Regions from separate parts of the Capsicum annuum genome. Here region 1 is linked to region 2. A link is a contact called in public Hi-C data. All regions are on one chromosome and are shown on one strand. Each heading gives the region's core, a stretch centred on a gene start, on an enhancer-like site or on the middle of the called end of the contact. The rest is flanking DNA. Distances are from core to core; before and after follow the strand shown.

Evidence for each region. Hi-C and Micro-C count contacts between places; a contact is called where the count stands out from the background.
Region 1: a contact with region 2 is called in a Hi-C map of placenta, with 4 times the contacts expected there. The contact joins the promoter of LOC107863905 here to the promoter of LOC107863907 in region 2. A contact is called at or near these places in 3 of 5 Hi-C or Micro-C datasets (bud, leaf and placenta).

The regions. Positions count from the first base shown.
Region 1 is chr3:40,578,322-40,581,716 of UCD10Xv1.1, forward strand. LOC107863905 reads right to left here and starts at 1,324. Exons shown (of 12, transcript XM_047409306.1): 1 at 961-1,324; 2 at 1-6. The coding sequence starts at 1,131.
Region 2 is chr3:39,785,605-39,789,396 of UCD10Xv1.1, forward strand. It overlaps LOC107863907 (protein PHOSPHATE STARVATION RESPONSE 1), which reads left to right and starts at 2,480. Exons shown (of 8, transcript XM_016710105.2): 1 at 2,480-2,850.

The DNA of each region.
Region 1 (3,395 bases), core at 74-2,573, 790 kb after region 2:
CATCACCTATATGCAGAGGCAGAATAAGCCACAGTTTATCTACAACATGTTTTCCAAGAGGGTTTATGGAAGCAAGGAAAACATATACATCTCAATGGACAACCTAAAGCATCAACATTTTCCACTAAAGTAGCAACATTAAGCAGTCGTAACAGAGGATCAACCAGAGCATAAAACAAACACATCTGTAATTTTCAAGAAAACAAACTGCATTGATTAATTGTCTCCACCCTTCTTTCCCAACTGCAATTGAGACAGTTATACTTGAAAATAAAACAGCTTAAGGAAGATCCAAGCGCTATGTTAACTAGTGATAACGACTGATGGGAGAACTGGAATCAAGCAATCAACCAACTACACCTTAATCTCAAACTAGTTGATGCATGTGGTAGAGTCGGAACTTTCATTAAGGAGGTTCAAAATTTGAAAATGCAAATACACAAAGATGCCAAAGGGAATTCAATATCTACTATGCATAGATAACACATAAATAATGTAATTTTTCGTCAAACAGGGTCCAATCCCCTTGACCCTACCTGGCTCCACCCCTAGTTGGGACCAACTATACATGCATGCTCTCTATCAACAGCTTAGAACCAAAAAATGGGCTTTACAAAAAGCAAAGCTGAAAGGAGAATACAATTACTGTCTAAATCTGTAGATTCCTTATAATATGATAAAAGAGTAGCAAATAAGGGTACAACAGCTGGTGGCAGAGCAAGCATTTTCATTAAGAGGCTCAGAATATAAAGATGTAAACACACGAAGAAATTAAAAGAATTCAACATATACACATATATACACACACGCACACATACTTTTGACCTTATATATACACTGTATTTTTTTGAAGAAGGGGTTCAAGAATTCAGCACACATATTAAAAGCAATTTACACACAATTTTAGCAACAATATTTAAGAGTTTGTTAATTTTGATTAAAGAGAGAAGAGGGACTGACGTGTTCAAGAAAGAGAGCCAACTGAAGCGCATTCTTAATGTTTTGGGAATCCCAGTGGGCAAGACGACCAGATGATTGATGCCCAGAAGCAAGAATGGTCATATCTATGAACCCTTTTACCATTTTCACCAAATCTTCCAGAGATGCATCTGGGTATGACCAACTCCCCATCTTCCAAACGACTCTCACTCCTTTCCCCGCCTTAACGAAACCAAGGGAAATTCTTCTTCTTTTTATTTTTTCTCAAAATAAAACAAACATTACACGTGCTCAGTCCCCCAATTAATGTCAATTGATTTTATATTATTAAAAAAACAAAAAACAACCTGATCCACTAAGGGATCGTTTGGTAGAATGTCTCAGTAGGTGTATGGCCTGCTTGGGTGTTTGAAAATCTAAATTTTTTGAAGTAGAAGTTTGAAATTATGTTTAGTCATAAATATAGATTGAAGTTATTTTTTGTTTTTTGTGAGAGAAGTAAAAGTTTCCAAATACAATTTTTGAAATTTTTATGGTCAAATACTACAATTTTTACTAAATTGATATAATTTTTGAGAAAAAAATATTCTCATGATCAAACACCCTCTAATAATAGTGCAAAATATGATGTATTAGTATGCTAATATTAGTGATGTTTGCATTAATTATGCTGAAATTTCTCTTATGCAGTATTTGATTTAGTTATGCAGATTTTAACACCAAATAGAGCTAGTAGTTAAACACTGATTGAAAAGTGTACCAAATATAACAATAACAACAACAAATTCAGTGTATTTTCACACAGTGGGGTCTGGGGAGGGTAAAATATACGTAGTCCATACCACTACCTCCGGAGAGATAGCAAAACTGTTTCCGATAGACCTCCGGCTCAGGATAAAAAATAATAAGCAAATTCATAATAGAGCATGAAACAAGATGGCACAATAGAAATGAAACACCCACACAGTAATACCCTATACTAACAAGCCAAAGGCACCCCCACCCCAAAGCTCTCCTAACTACTGACTGCTACCACCCACAGGCACTAACATTCTACCCTAATTCGCATCCTCCAAAACCTTCCTATCTAGGGTCATGTACTCAGTAAGCTGTAACTGCTCTATGTCACGTCTAATTACCTCCCTCCAATATTTCTTTGGTCTGCCCCTACCCCGTCTGAAATCATCCAAAGCCAGCCTCTCATACCTACGAACTAGGACATCCGTGCCCCTCCTTCTCACATGTCCGAACTATCTCAACAGAACTTCCCGCATCTTGTCCTCTACCGAATCCACTCAAACCTTCTCCCAGATACTCTCATTCATAACCTTATCACTTCTAGTAAGTCCACACATTTAACACAACATCCGCATTTTCGCCACTTTTAATTTTTGGATATGGGCGTTCTTCACTGGACAACACTCCGCTCCATACAGCATGGCCGGACGAATTGCCACTCTGTAAAATTTTCCTTTAAGTTTGAGCGGCACCTTCTTATCACACAACACTCCCGAGGCGAGCATCCACTTCATTCAACCTGTCATAATACTGCGGGAGATATCCTCATCAATCTCACCATTTCCCCTGAATCATGGACCTGAGATACTTAAAACTATCCCTCCTACCCACAACCTAGGAATCCAACCTAACTACCACCTCGTCCTTCTGCCTCAAGTCACTAAACTTGCATTCCATATACTCTGTCTTGCTCCTAATCAACCTGAATTCTTTGGACTCAAGGGTTCGTCTCTTTATGTATTATTAGTACATAATAATTTATGTATTATTAGTACCTTTGTACCAAATAAGGTACTAATAATACATAAATTTAATGTTTGTATTATTTTTGTAATACGCTTTATCGGACTATTTCTAAAGCTCCCGCTATGTATTGCGTGGGGAAAAAGATTGAATTATAAGGATCTATTATAGACGGACTTATCTTGCATTTCTATTCCTGATCATATAGAGGTAATTTTACCAATTGTTTTAAGTCTTCGTTTCTGTTAATGATTTCTTAAATCTTAATAAATTTTATGTTTATTTATATTTTTTGTATAAGGAATATTTATTTTATTATTTTTTGTAACTATGATGTCTGAATTAGCTTGTAGGCATTTCAAGATCGGCTCAAGCAAATTGTTGGCCAAAGGCGAAAATCAAATGGAGACCTTAAATTTTCAAGTTTTTTTTTTTTTATATAAAATTTATATTTTAAACCCTAAGATGCAAAGTTATAAATGTTATAGTCGATTTCTTCTAATAATTTTTTTTGTTAGTATAACTAATGCATTTAATTTTTCTTGAGACATATTTTAAATACATCAAAATTCTTCTATAAATTTTTACTTTTATATAAGAAGTTTATTTTTTCTATAAATAATATTTAATAATATTTTAATAAAAATCTATAATCTCTTATGATTATTAAAAAGAAATGAGGCTCCTCGAATTTG
Region 2 (3,792 bases), core at 1,230-3,729:
CTTGGAGGCTAGAGGGGTGCGCGTGGCTTACACTAGGTTAATTCAGGACATTTATGATAGAGCAAAGACTCATGTTAGGACGGTGGGTGGAGATTCAGAGCACTTTTCAGTTTTGACAGGGTTGCACCAGGGATTGACTCTTAGCCTTTTTTTATTTGCCTTGGTGATGGATATTTTGACGTGACGTATACAAGATGAGGTTCCTTGGTGTATATTATTTGCATATGACGTGGTACTGATTGACGAGACTCTACAGAAGTTAATGATAAGTTAGAGATTTGGAGACATGACCCTTTAGTCTAAAGGATTTCGGTTGAGCAGGACCAAGACAGAATACTAGGAATATAAGTTTAGTGATTTATCGCGGGAGGCTGACGTGGTAGAAAACTAGATTCTCATGTTATTCAGAAGATGAAGAGTTTCAAGTATCTGGGTCTATGATTCAGGAGAATGAGGAGATTGATGAGGATGTCACACACCATATTGGTGTAGGGTGGTTCAAATGGAAACTTGCTTCGAGAGTCTTATGCAATGAGAAGGTACCTCTGAAGCTTAAAGGTAAGTTCTACAGAGTGATAGTCCAACCAGCTATGTTGTATGAAGTGGAGTGTCGGTCAGTTAAGAACTTCCACATTCAAAAGTTGAAGTGGCAGAGATGAAGATGTTGTGATCGATGTGTGGCCTTACTAGGAAAAATAAGATGAGGAATGAGATTATTCGGAAAAAGGTTGGAGTGACTTTGGTGGAAAACAAGATGAGAGAAGTGAGGTTACATTGGTTCGGGCACGTTATGAGGAGGGGCTCGGATGCTCTGGTTTGAAAGTGTGAGACACTGGTTGTGTATGGTTTCAGGCGGGGTAGAGGTAGGTCGAAGAAATATTGAAGGGAAGCGACTAGGCATGATATGGAACAGTTACAGCTTCCAGAGGACATGATCCTTGATAGGAAGATTTAGAGGACGCGAATTAGGGTAGAGGGTTAGGGGGTAGGAGTGCATCGATAACAGTAGGGGAGAGTACTTTATTTGTGTCTGAAGTTTCTTGTTCGTGGTGTTTGAGTGATGTCTCGAATAGATAGTTTATAGTATTATCTTGTGGCTGTATTGTTTTTTGTATTAGCTAGCAGTGTTAGTTTATTTTGCATACTGTATTAGTGTATATGCATTTATATTTTGTGTCTGTTATATTGTTATCGGTCCTGAGTTGGGGGTCTATCGAAAATAACCTCTCTACTGCACCTGAGGTAGTGGTATGATCTGCGTACGCTCTACCTTTCCTAGACCCCATTATATGGAAATACTTTAGATATGTTATTGTTGGTTGTTGTATTAACATGAATATTGGTTCTATGACTGACACGTGTCTCCAAGATTCTTAATGACCACTAATTCTAAGCAAATAAAGAAAACGAAGGTACCACTCACCCCGGGTGTGTTAGCATTACGATATGGTTAACGCGCCCCCCCCCCCCCCGCCCCAAAAAAAAGCATTATTGAAATTTAAAAAAATAAAAACGGAGGGCCTCCCAACATGGCCTTTAATCCACCGAAAGACCACTTTGAATTCTATAGTATTCAACTCACAATTATTAAAATCTTCTTTTTTTTTTTTTTTTGGTAGTTTGGTTGGAAAATAGTTATCCCTGAATAACTAATTTTGGAATTAATTATTTCAAGATTATTTAAAATAATTTATCTCATCATGAATAAGTTATTTCAGTGTAAATAGCGAATAAGTTATCTCGATATTGATTAATTCCTCCAATCAAATATAAGATAAAATGTATTTTATCTCAGGATTACTTAGAATATTAAAATCCTTTTCCCACGAATAAAGAGAGTTTACTGGGCATGTCCATGAATGCAATTTTATTTAGATTTTTAAAGTTGAAATTGGAGTTGACGTTGTATTTAAATATTTTTTAACATAAATATATAAATTTTAATGTAATTTATCTAAAATATATGAAACAATTTTAAAAAATTATTTTTGTAAACAATATAAAAAATTTTGAGATAAATTTGAAAAAGAAAAATTTAGAAAAAGTAAAAACAAGATTTTGAGTATTTTTTAAGTTTCAAATATAATTTTAAATTATATTTAAAATTTTTATGATTAAAAGCTATTTTTTAAATAAAGTGAAAAAATATTTTGAGAAAATTTCAAATATTTTCATGTTATTACGAATAGATTATTACTTTCTCCGTTATATATTAATTGATCATCTTACTAAAAATCAAAATTAATTGATCATTTACTAAATCAAAATATAATAAATATTATTTTTTAATTTTTCTCTATAATTAATATACGCTTTAAAAGTTTAAATAAATTATTTTTATATTCATTCATTAATATGGATTAAAAATACTATATAGTAATAAAATTGATTAACAATGTCAACAATATGAGACGAATATCAAATACCGAATGAAAATGAGGTTTTAACCACACGTGCCACCGCACGAGGCAGTCACGTCACAGACCAATAGCATTACGTTTTTGTCAAATGGGACCCACCCATGATAGTCACAAACTTCTCCTCATATTCCCCGTATCTTCTCACGCGCGCGTGTAACCCAACCTCCACGACAACAATCTCTGCAACTAGCTTAGGCACTGTTTGTTGTACAAGAATTACAAAATTCCGAGCCAACCAAAAATCAACGTTCACCCTTCAAACTTCTTTCGATTTATCCGATGATGTAATGAAATCCACCAAAATACCCTCCACTCAATTTCAATTGAACTTTTTTTTTTTGTTCTATGATTGCCGTGTGACTGTTCGTTTTTTTTTGGGGTGCAAATGGAGCTGTTTGATTCTCAATTGAAGCTTTTTTTGCGTTTTTAGGTAATAATTACTTATATCCTTTTCATTTCTTTCAATAATTTTGATGTTTTTCGTCTAAATTTTGTGTTATTTGAATGTTTATTGATGGAAATGCTTGCACCCAAGGGTGTGGCCTAGTGGTCTCAGGTTTGAATTCTAGCAGAGGTAAAGAACACCAGACAATTCTTCCCATCTGTCCTACCGTTGGTAGATAGAGTTACCTGGTATTTGTTGGTGGTAGGAGGTGGCCGTCGATTTAGTCGATGTGCGCGAAAGCTCACCACGGTTTTCCGAAAAAGAAAAGGCCATAATCCTGAATTCTTGATTTAGCTTCATGTTTCCTTGTGTGTGGTGTGTGTGTGTTTGGGATTGGAAAGTGATTGGGATTATCTTCCATCCCAAAGGGGTGATTTTTTTGGTAACTGTGGTGTCGGTGCTAGCTTGTGCGCAGGTTTTAGGTAATTCTGTCCATTAAGGCTAGGAAAGATGGGAAGAAATCACCTACTTTTTTCGTTTCTATTGGGCATCCCAAAGGAGTGATTGTTGATTTCTGCATGGCTTCATGACTGTAAATTTGACATATATTTTATTTTTTCTAATTTTGATTGTTTTACAGATAGGAGGGTGTGGAGGGTGCGTATTAGGGTAGAACATTAGTAGGTAGTGCAGTGTTATCTTTATTTTCTAGGGTTTAGGCTTGTTGGTGTTTATGGTTGTACTAGCTGTGACTGTAGTTCATGCTTTTGATATCTGTCATCGTCTGTTGTTTATTGTGTTTCAGTTATCACACTATTTTTGTTGTTGTTCTTGTTCTGTTCATACTTCATATAGGCTTTCCACTGCTTTCCTTGTTAGTTGTTATGCTTTCTTCTTATTTGTACTTGTATTTGTTGTACTTGAACCGAGGATCTTTTCAAAATAGCCTCTTTATCTCCACGAGATAGTGGTAAGGTTTGCGTACAC